Linked DNA regions of Sus scrofa: region 2 is linked to region 1. A link is a contact called in public Hi-C data. All regions are on one chromosome and are shown on one strand. The core of a region is the stretch at or near the end of the contact, and the rest is flanking DNA. Distances in the headings are between cores, read along the strand shown. Region 1 overlaps CFAP54 (cilia- and flagella-associated protein 54). Region 2 overlaps LOC110260790 (a long non-coding RNA gene).

Region 1 (5,469 bases), core at 1,032-3,531:
ATGAACACAGAGGAAAAACCCATTTCTCCTGAAGACAGAGGTGCTACCAATGTGGTAAGGAAGTCATCTTAAGTGTCAGCCACTTCCCCGAGCTAAAACGGAGCAGTGAGCATCTTACTAGCAAATAAAGTCGGCTCATGACTGGGACATAGTTTAGGTGTTTATTTATCCAATTAGTATCTGAGCCATAAGCATAGTCCAAGCTCTTCCAACAAAATGCAGTCCAAGCTCCAGAGCATGACATAGAGAGGCTAACCACTGGTGATCATCCAAGCCAGGACACACTGAAGGGTGAAAGTGGGCACCAATAATCATGCCAGGACAAAAGGCATAAACAAGGACTGTCCTGGGCAAGCCAGAATGGATGGACACCCTACCTAGAGGTATAGCTGCCAGATGAGGGGTCAGTATCATATTGACAAGTTATGACAATGTCCCTGTGGGAGACCAAGGGACAAGGGAGAAATACCTATCAATTTTAGAAAGTCTTTCTTTTCATTAATACTTTATGGTCTGCATTTTTACGTATGGTCATGTTAAAGTAAAACTAAGAACAGTAAACCTATGTAATATATATATCTATTTATTCCCTAATTTTTTTTTACATAATTCACTAAATTTTCTTTACTTAGCATTCAATTCTAACAAGTCTTAAAAAAAGAGGAATTACATAAGAAGATATTTTGTCAGTAAATTTCATACCTTGGAAGAGTGACCTATGATCATCAGCTTTCTGCAAATGGTGTAAATGTAAATGGTACCTGGATGGAGAAAAACATTCACATGTTTTGCAGTCAGATGGTGGAATTTTACCTTTCAATTTCTATAGTTTAAGCTGGTGTTTCCCAAAACAAGTGATCACCTGAAAATACATGATAGTGGCTGGAGACGTTTAATCATTACAAATTTTTTGTAACTTGTAGCCAAATCACTGGCAGTTTAAGTTTTGAAATATGCTAAACAAAAGAATATTTCAGTCACATAATTTATGTACCTTATGGTTTTATTAATTCACATAAAATGATATTGGTTCCCTCACAGCTGAAAAACTGAAGATTTATCTCCCAATAAGATTAGAATACATATTTAATCAGATGGCACAAGGAAACTCATAATTTAAAAATCATAATGCATAATAGGTTGCATTGTATTCATTCACTGTGTCATATAATATTTATCCCATCATTAAGGTATGTCCTTTAAGTACTCTAATGAAAATGCCATTTTCAACTCCTATTTAAGATCATTCAAGTGCGATTTTTTTTAATAAAACTGCTAATTAAATGAAGATAGAAGACTCATTTCATGGCAGCATTTGGAGGATGAGTGGGGAATGACAGTACCATTCATTTCTCCATATACAAAGGACATTACAAAATAACCTAAAAGACAGTATTCCATGCTTCAAAAAGGCATGTAACTAAAATGAAAGCAATCTAAATGTTTTCTATGAAATAGCTGATCTAAAATTCATAACCACCAAAATCCAACAATTTGAAATCCTACGTCCATGTTAAAACTTTAAAAGCTTCTAAGAAAACAGTATCTGCTCTAAAACACACACCCCTTGATTAAAATACACCTGCAGGAGTTCCCACTGTGGCACTGTGGAAATGAATCTGACTAGTAACCACGAGAATGTGGCTTCAATCCCCAGCCTCGCTCAGTGGGTGAAGGATCCGGTGTTGCCGTGTGCTGTGGTGTAGGTCGCAGACGTGGCTCAGATCCCATGTTGTTGTGGCTGTGGTGCAGGCTGGCAGCTGTAGCTCACATTGGACCCCTAGCCTGGGACCTTCCATATGCCACAGGTGCAGCCCTAAAAAAGACAAAACAAACAAACAAAAAAAAAAACACCTGTAAGCACAGTAAACATTACACAAAAAAGTGACACAAAGATATATTGGACAAAATCTTAAACACTTCTAGTACCATAAACTTCACAGAGAATGCAACAAGTTCTTAGCATTCCGAAACAGCATTCTCAGTGTGCCTGCTCCCGTGACATAGTTATTTATCTCATGTAAGATCCACAGGGATAAAAAAACCACTCCACTAGTAAGAGCTCACACTCAGCATTCTTATCACAGCTTGGTTTTGTTGACCCAACTGTTTGTTTCTCAGAAGAGAAAAAAAAAAAAATCACCAAGTAAGGATATGCATAGGAAACATATGACTCTCCACAAAACACATGATTCGGGCATAAGCCAGGAGCCCAGACAAACATTCAGCAAAGGGAATGAGGAAATTTCAGAAGGCCCCAGGAGACAGCCCTCAAGAATAACAAGGGCCCTTTGTATTTCGAAGATGTGCCCTTAACCTTTGCAGCCCTAGCGCATTCTGACTCTAACTGAACCCCTCAGGATCTTGGCAGGGCTCACAGATCCACTGCAGAAGCCCAAGAGAGAGAGTAAATGGCTCAAATGGAGCACAGACTGAATTTTTACAATCTCAGCATATCTTTGGAAGTTTGATTTTTAACCATAAGCCTAATACGAGTTTGCCTCTTTGTCATATGATTCCTTTTCATCGAGGATGGCTACCATTAAAATAATCTGACTACTGGAGGGTTAAAATGAGTTCAGTTTAGTTGAGAAGTCAGGTGTTACCCAGTACTCATTCTCCCAATTAGATGTTGTGAAAGAACGAAGATGAGTTAAAATCTCTGAAGACACCAAGGCTGTGTATGCACAGTAGTCAGTTAGAAGTAAAGAGTGTAAATGTCTAACTGGAAAGGTCAAATGTATTTTGAGAAATTGACTGCAGGTCAATTTATTTTCTCATGATTAAATTCCAAAGTTTTAAAACGACGAAGCCTTTGCACTTGCTAATCTCCCAGGTGGAATGCCCTTTCCGCAAATATCCAGATGTCTCAGTCAGGTATTTACTCAAACGTCATCTGGGGTGAGGCCTTCCCTGAGCATTCTGCATTGAATTGCAGCCTGGCCCCAGCTGGCTGCGGCCGTGCCTATGCTCTCCCTAACCCTTCTCAGCTTTCTTCTCCGCCACAGCACTCAGCACCATGACACGCCATTTATTTTTGATTTGTCATCTCTCTGAAGCATTATGTAAGCATGAGAACGGGGCTTTTGTCTATCACCTACTCCTGTGTCCCTAAGCATCTAGAACAATGCCTGGCATTTAATAAGCTTGAGATGAATTAATTAAAACAGGGACAGTAGTTAGTGAAACTAAGGATATGTGTCTCCCACAATCCAGCAATTTCACTCCTGGGCATAATTCCCAGAAAACTCTCACACAGGTCTATAAAAGGACTCAGGCAAGGATGTTCACTGCAGAATCATTTGTGCAATTAGAGAGGTAGGGCAAACCGGGTGCCCATTCCTATGTGTGTATGGGCATCTGGAATACAATTCAGCAGGCAGAGTTAATGAACTAAATTTATATATGGGAACATGGCTCGAGTCTAAAACCACAATGTTGAGCAGAAAACTATTTAGGAACCAAAATAAAATCTAGAACATGATGCCGTATGTATTTGAAAAAAAAAAAAAAAGCAAAGCACATGCCAGAAAAAGGATGTACAAGATGCAGACACTGTTCAACCTTTTTTAAAAACTAATAATAACAGTGGGAGGTTTTGTGTGTGATCTTAAGAGGATATCAGTCAGAGAGTCACGCTGCATCGTTTCCACAGTCCAAGCAAAGCCTGACCCAAGGGCCGAACCCTCGGGCCTATCACTCCTCCCTGAGCACAGATGCTCTGCTCCTGCTCGTCCCTGCCAAGAGGTGTGAGCAGTTCAGGTGAAGAGATGGCTGGGCAACTTTGAGGATGATGAGCCACAAAAGCTTAACCATCACTGGACTGAAAGATTTCTTCCAAAGTCAGCCTCATCTCTGGGAGCAAATGTAAGGTCTAATTACAATCAAAATGTCAAAAATATGACTTGGGGAGCGTGAGGGAGAAAAAGGCAATGTACTGTCAGCTGCCACAGACGAGAAAGGATCCAATATGCTTTCTTTCAAGTTATTTTGTCCTGGTTGTATGCACACGGAACACACTGTCATTATTTTTCTTTCAAGAATATGTTATCCAGAGAATTATAACTTCAAGCTGTAATTTTAAAGAGAATTTTGGTTGACTTTAAATTGTAACTCTTAAAAGGGAAATCGAATGCTACATTTTGATAAGATTCATTTCATGAGACTTATACAATGCATATATCGGTATATATTTTTATCTATACAATATATAGATGTGTATGTGTATATGTGTATATAAATTCGCTATACACACACACACACACACACACATGCACATTCTCAGATCTCCTCACTCAAAAACAGGTAAGAGGAGAAAGCTGATATGTAGAAAGCCCTAGTATTCAGGGAAACGGCCCATAAATGGATGATGCTTAGAAAAACAATCTAACCTGCAGGGGTCTTTCCATCCCTTTCCACGTATATTTATTTACTAATTGTGGCCCCTATTTTGTACTTTTGTGAATCTGATTATCCGAACAGCCTCTAACCCTTCCTTGGGCATAAAACCCAAAGACAAGCTCTCTAAGTCCCTGCTCATGAGGACAAACTAAAATGGAATAAAAATGTTTTAAAAAGTCACGTCTGTCTTATTATGACATGAACATGTTTTAAGTCACAAGGTAATCAAGGCACTGACAAACTTGTCATTTAAATAACTTTCTGAAGGACACAATGAAACATCCAACACAATGATAAATACCATTGAAGATAATCCAGCAAAGGTGCTCCTGTGGCAAAGCCGCCTGCATGATGAGTCTCAAGGAGGACAAGATGTGCAGACAATGGATCACAGATTCTCTATTCTGCAGGTTTGTGTCACTGTCACAGACTAGCTGGTAGCTGCAAATATTTTTGCCATTTAAAGCATGAAACTGAAACACATGAGAAAAAAATAAGAATATAAATAGGGTTTATGCAACTTAGGAGAGCACTTCTTAAAATGTAAAAAACTAAAATGGAAACAATTCTGCTTAATTAATTCCACAGATTAGAATAATGCAACAGATGGAATGCTTGTGTCCTCCCCAAATTTAGATGTTGAAACCTAATGCCCAGTGTGATGATATTTGGGGTATTTGGGAGGTGAGGTCTTTGGGGAGTGATTAGGTCATGAAGGTGGGGCCCTCATGAGTGGAATCAGTGCCTTTATAAAAGAGACCCACGGAGAGCTGCCATATGAGGACACAGGGGGAAGCAGGCCCACACTAGACATGGAACCTTCTAGCACCTTGATCTGGAACTGCCCAGTCTCTAGAATTGTGAGTAAGCAAATGTTGTGTAAGCCATCTAGTTTCTGGGTTTTTGTTATAGCAGCCCTAGTGGACTAACATGTGGAAAGAAATAAGGTAAAATAGGGTTTTTCAAAGCATCCACCGAGTGAAGATCATCTTTCCACAGTCAAAAAAAAAATTTTTTTTCAGAAGCAAAAAAAAAAAAAAGTACAAAATTCCATTTCCAAGAATAGAG
Region 2 (5,469 bases), core at 1,295-3,794, 380 kb after region 1:
GCAAATCAAAACTACAATGAAGTACCACCTCACCCAAGTCAGAATGGCCACCATCGAAGAATCTACAAACAGGAGTTTCCCTCCTGGCTTAGTGGAAACGAACCCAACCAGTATCCATGAAGATGCAGGTTCAATCCCTGGTTCTGCTCAGTGGGTTAAGGATCTGGCATTGCCATGAGCTACAGTGTAGGTCATAGATGTGGCTCAGATCCTGCATGGCTGTGGCATAGGTTGACAGCTGTAGCTCTGATTAGACCCTTAGCCTGGGAACTTCCAAATGCCATGGGTGTGACCCTAAAAAGACAAAAAACAAAAACAAAAAACACTAAAAACAGAACTACCAGTGGGATGATTCAGCAATCCCACTCCTGGGCATCTATCTGGAGAAAACCATAATTGAAAAGATACATGCACTCCAGTGTTCATAACAGCACTCATTACAATAGCCAAGACATGGAAGCAAACTCAATGTCCATCCACAGAGGAGTGGATCAAGAAGATGTGGTGCTGGTACACCATGGAATATTACTCAGCCATTAAAAAGAACAAAACAATGCCATTTGCAGGAACAGGGATGGACCTATAAATAATCATACTAAGTGAAGTCAGTCAGACAAAGACGAATATCATATGCTATTTTTTGTGATATCGCTTTCATATGAAATCTATTTTTAAAATGAAACAAATGAACTTATTTACAAAACAGAAAAAAAAACCTCACAAAATAAATCAAACTATAGTTACCAAAGGGGAAAATTGAGAGGAGAGATAAATTAGATATTTGGGATTCATATATACATACGACCGCATATAAAATAGATAACCAACAAGGATCTACTAGATAGCACAGGGAACTCAACTCTATATAGGGAACCTATGTTGGAAAAGAAGCTGAAAAGATAGAAGATATATACATGCATATCCGATTCACCTTGCTATACACCTGAAACTAAGACTGCTGTAAAATTGCCCTACTCCAATATACAATAAAAATTAAATAGTAAAAAAAGAGTGGAACCCTGAACTTGCAAATGTCATTTCTGCTCATATCCACCAGACCAGGATTCAGTCACACGGCCACATCAAACGGCCGGGGAGGCTCGGGCAGCTCTGGATCCAGCCCAAATTCATAGGCTGTTATTTAAAGACAGGAAGAGACCTGTCAATGAGGAACCCTGAGGAGTCTCTGCCACCTTCTCTGCAGTTTAGTTCTCGCTTCTACAAAAGGAGAGCGTGGTTTTGATGATTAAATGTAACCCCAGAGAGCGAGTAGCACTGTGTTAGTGCAGAGCAGGTGTCCAGTAAATGTGAGTTTATATCATGACACTGTGTGCCTCCCAGCTTCCGCTCCATGCTGGGTCATAAAGTAGGTGCCAAGGGAAGTGTGACCACGAATGATCCGGGGACATTGGAGGCTCACTCCACTGGGTGCTGGCCTCCTGGATGAGGAAGGACTGGCTGGGCTAACGATACAGGGATAGGGCACACTGCCTGGCCCTCACACCGAGCCTGGCTCCCCTGAGGCTCTGGACAAAGGCGTGGCATAATGAATTGCATCATCTCCTTATGAACACGGAGCAGGTTCAGCCTGGAGAGGAGAGAAAGGAAGGAGAGACGCCAAAGGCAGAAAATGATGGGAGGAGGAAAGGAGGACAATGGAGGGAAATGAGAGGGGCCAGCACTTGGTGTGAATTAGAAAAAGACTCCCCTTCCTCAAGACACGCTACCGCCTCCTGTCTCAACGTGGCGGGACCATATGAACGTAGGCTGAGTATGATGTGAATGGTACCCTCTAGAGTTGTTCAGCTTACAACCTGCCCTAGAAAAGCCATATAAAGGTTGAGGGACTGGTTGGGGGCCAGAGGTGGGGGAGTGTGGGGTGGAGGGGATGGCAGGAAATAAGAAAGAAAAGCCACACTGATAAGAAGTATGAGAATAGAGATTAGAAATAAATGTGATATCATCAACTAAATTGTGTTCCCCCCCAAATTCATATGTTGATGGCCTAACCCCAGTGTGACTGTAGATGGAGCTTAGGGCCCTTAGGGAGGTAATTCAGGTTAAATCGGGTTATAAGAGTGGGGCCCAAATCTAACATGACTGGTGACTTTATAAGAAGAGGAAGTGACACCAAAGTCTCTCTTCCCACGCAGGCACAGAGAAGGGGCCGATGCAGTGAGAAGGCGGCTGGGCATAAGCCAAGAGAGGCCCCACCAGAAACCCGCCCTGGAGACACCTTGATCTTGAACTTCCAGCCTCTAGAGCTGTGAGAAAATAGATGTCTGTCACTTCAGCCACCCAGTCTTTTGTTATGACAGCCTGAGCAGAGGAATCCAGTGGGGAAAAGCGAAAAGGTTCATCACAGTAGAAAGAAAGCAGAGATGAGAGAAAAAGGCGGGCCTGGAGGCAGAAGAAGTTCAGTTCTTTTCTCCACGCTGTGCACCTGAGACCTCGGGAGGGCGTTTCAAAGAAAGCACAGTCCCTGGGGGGGGGGGTGGGGGTGGTTCAGGCCTTATAAGTGAGGCGCTACCGCCACCTGGTGGCAACACACTTAATGCAGCCGCGCATGCATTCAGCAAACATCTCTTGAGCGGCTGCCCTGTGCAGGGAAGGGTGACCAGCAAAGGGAATATTATCAAACCCTGATTAATACCTACTATGTGCCAAGCTCTGTCTCACTGCTTTACATAAAACAGTGAGTTATGCTTTACGCCACAACCCTCTGGGTATTATTATCTCTGTATTAAAGAGGAGAAAACTGAAATACTGAGAAATTCAATAACGTGCCCAAGAGCCCACAGCTAATAAGTGAGAGACGGGCATCCTTGAACCGGGCACTCTGGCTCCAGAACTCTTTATAGACATGTTCTCTGCCCTTACAGTTTCTTATTAATAAGAGATAACCAGTTTGAAGGAATTGTGTAAAATACTAATATTTAAAATGTGGGCATATTGTTTTATTCTTTATCGATTCTTTTTTTTTTTTTTTTTTTTTTGGTCTTTTGTCTTTTTAGGGCCGCACCTGTGGCATATTGCCAGGCTAGGGGTCTAACTGGAGCTGTAGCTGCCAGCGTCCACCAGAGCCTCAGCAATGGGACATCTGAGCGCATCTGCAACCTACACCACAGCTCACGGCAACACGGGATCCTTAACCCACTGAGCGAGGCCAGGGATCGAACCCACAACCTCATGGTTCCTAGTCGGATTCATTTCTGCTGCACCAGAGGGGAACTCCCGATTCTATTTTTGATTCACCATCAAGGATCTTCCTCTTCACTAAAAGAAGCCACATTCAACTGACTCACTGGCTTAGGACACTGGCCCAGACTAGAAGGGTTTTAACACATAGAAAGTCCACATTCCATAGGAGCTATCTTAGCAAAAGGGAGAGGGATAGACGGGAGATAAGCAGAAGGCAGAGCAGGAGAAGGGAGAGAGAGAGAAGCGAGAGGGCAGACACCAGTCACTGCTTAAAATTTAATTGTAACGAATTATATTAGATTGAATCACAAATTCAGTTCCTCAGTTGCACTCGTCCCGTCTCAATGGCTCCATCCCCACATGTCGCTGACGCTGCCATAACAGACTACATAAATATAGGACATTTCCCCCACCGCAGAAAGTTCCATGGGGCCGTTCTGCGGGAGACCCCTCATGCTGAAGAGTCGAGTCCTCCCCATGGCTGATCTGGGCGTGGGTCACAAGAGACCTTCTTACAGCGGGGACTCTGCACACCAGTGACAAAGCTGGTGAGCAGAAGGGCAGTAATCCCAAAGAAAAACAGACAGCGCCTCTCCTTCTGTCACCTGTCACCTGTCCCAGGGTTGGGCTGAAAGAGAAGAGGTTCTTTTCCAGGTGCTGGGATGGGAGCACGAGGGGTCTCGCCCCCACCCCCTTCCACGGGGGCCTGGAGCTGCCTATCGGGGCTCCTTCGGGGTGTCTGCCTGCTTGGCTGGTGGGCAGAGAAGCAAGAGCAACCGCACCTCCCAGTCTGCATTTCGCTCGGGGCCTTTGCTCATAGGTGCTGCTCCATTCAAACTGTTTGGGAGCTGCCCAGTGTCTATGCTTCTGAGCTCCTGGACCTGCCCTTATGTGTCTGCTGAGTAAGAGTTCCTTTTTGTGTGTGTGTGTGTGTGTGTGAAATGTTTATTTTCTTACACTTGAGCCTCTGATTCTCCTTAATTTCCCCACTTACAATAAACTGGCAGCGATAGGTGATTTAGACAGGCTGGTAAAATTAAATTTTAATTTAGGCCAGAAAGAAGTTTACTAAAACAGCGCAGATATAAACACACCGAGTGGGGTAGCACCTGAGCTAACTACTGTCCTATCCCACCCTGTGTCACCGCCTCACTAGTTCCGTGTCTGGTATCTGTTTTTTCCCTTTCAATCCACCCCAGTCTGAGTCCCTGGGTCACACCTTGCATCAGGTCCATTAGTCTCCCTAAAGACGTGCCTGCTCTAGGCTCAGTCTCCTCCAAAACATGTGCATTCAACAAATACCTACTGAGCATCTACTGCCCTTGAACTACTGGGGTCAAGTAGGGAGACACAGCAATGTAACGAAATAGATATAGACATAGAGACATGTAGAGGAATGTATTTGCTGGTTAGTATTCCTTTAGTGGCAAATGATGGAACATTCCAACTGGCTTACACTAAAGAAGGGAACACATTGGCTCATGAAGTCTAAGAGTCTATCTTGCATTGAGGTGGGGCATGATCCAGAGGCTCAAACGATATCACCAGTAGACTCCCACTCACTCCTTTCTAGCAGAAGTTCCTAGACGTTCCTAGGCCAGAGTTTGAACTTGACCACAGCAGTGACAATGCCGGACCCTTAACCCACTAGGCCACTAGGGAACTCCTTTGCTCTCTTAATTCTGGCATCATTCTCAGGCACAGTGTGATGACAGGAAGGCTTCTGGCAGCCTGAAGCTTAACAGTGGGAACATGTGTCTCTCCCCAGGAGGCCATGTCATGTCCCAGGGTTCCCTCTGACCAGACAGACCTGACTCACCTGGTCACCTCTGAGCAGTGGTTCCTTAGTGCTACTGGCTAGACTCAGACCACAGGCTACTCCTGAAATGGAGGAGAGGTGGGTCACAGAACTGTGCCAGAGAAGGGGCACTTGAAGCAGACAAAAACAGCAACTATCTCAAAGGTATAAGCAAGACATACTGAGAACATGGAGAAACAGGTGCCTCAATCGGTATGCAGGTCAAAGAAGGCTTCATCGCAGAGGGTGAACCTGAGTTGATTCTTGCAAAAAGAACAGGAGTTCACAGGGGAAGGGGTGGGAGTAGGAGGCGGGGATCCCAGCAGTGTAGCAAGAATGGCCTATGCCGTCCCCAAAAAAGAATGAACTGTGTATCCATATTTTTTGCAGCAGGCAAAAAGTCTGGTTAAAAGCCAGGTTCTGAGCACTATTCACAACAGCCAAGACATGAAAACAACCTAAATGTCCAC

The links. Hi-C and Micro-C count contacts between places; a contact is called where the count stands out from the background.
Region 2: a contact with region 1 is called in a Hi-C map of alveolar macrophages, with 5 times the contacts expected there. A contact is called at or near these places in 19 of 47 Hi-C or Micro-C datasets (alveolar macrophages, brain, embryonic fibroblasts and 13 more) and 2 of 2 datasets of targeted methods (alveolar macrophages and skeletal muscle).

Annotation. Positions count from the first base shown.
Region 1 is chr5:87,080,025-87,085,493 of Sscrofa11.1, forward strand. It overlaps CFAP54 (cilia- and flagella-associated protein 54), which reads right to left. Exons shown (of 68, transcript XM_021092730.1): 4 at 4,703-4,874; 5 at 703-761. Among named protein-coding and RNA genes, the nearest start is that of CFAP54, 20 kb to the right of the region's middle.
Region 2 is chr5:87,463,912-87,469,380 of Sscrofa11.1, forward strand. All of the region lies in intron 2 of LOC110260790 (a long non-coding RNA gene), which reads right to left. Among named protein-coding and RNA genes, the nearest start is that of TRNAD-GUC, 20 kb to the right of the region's middle.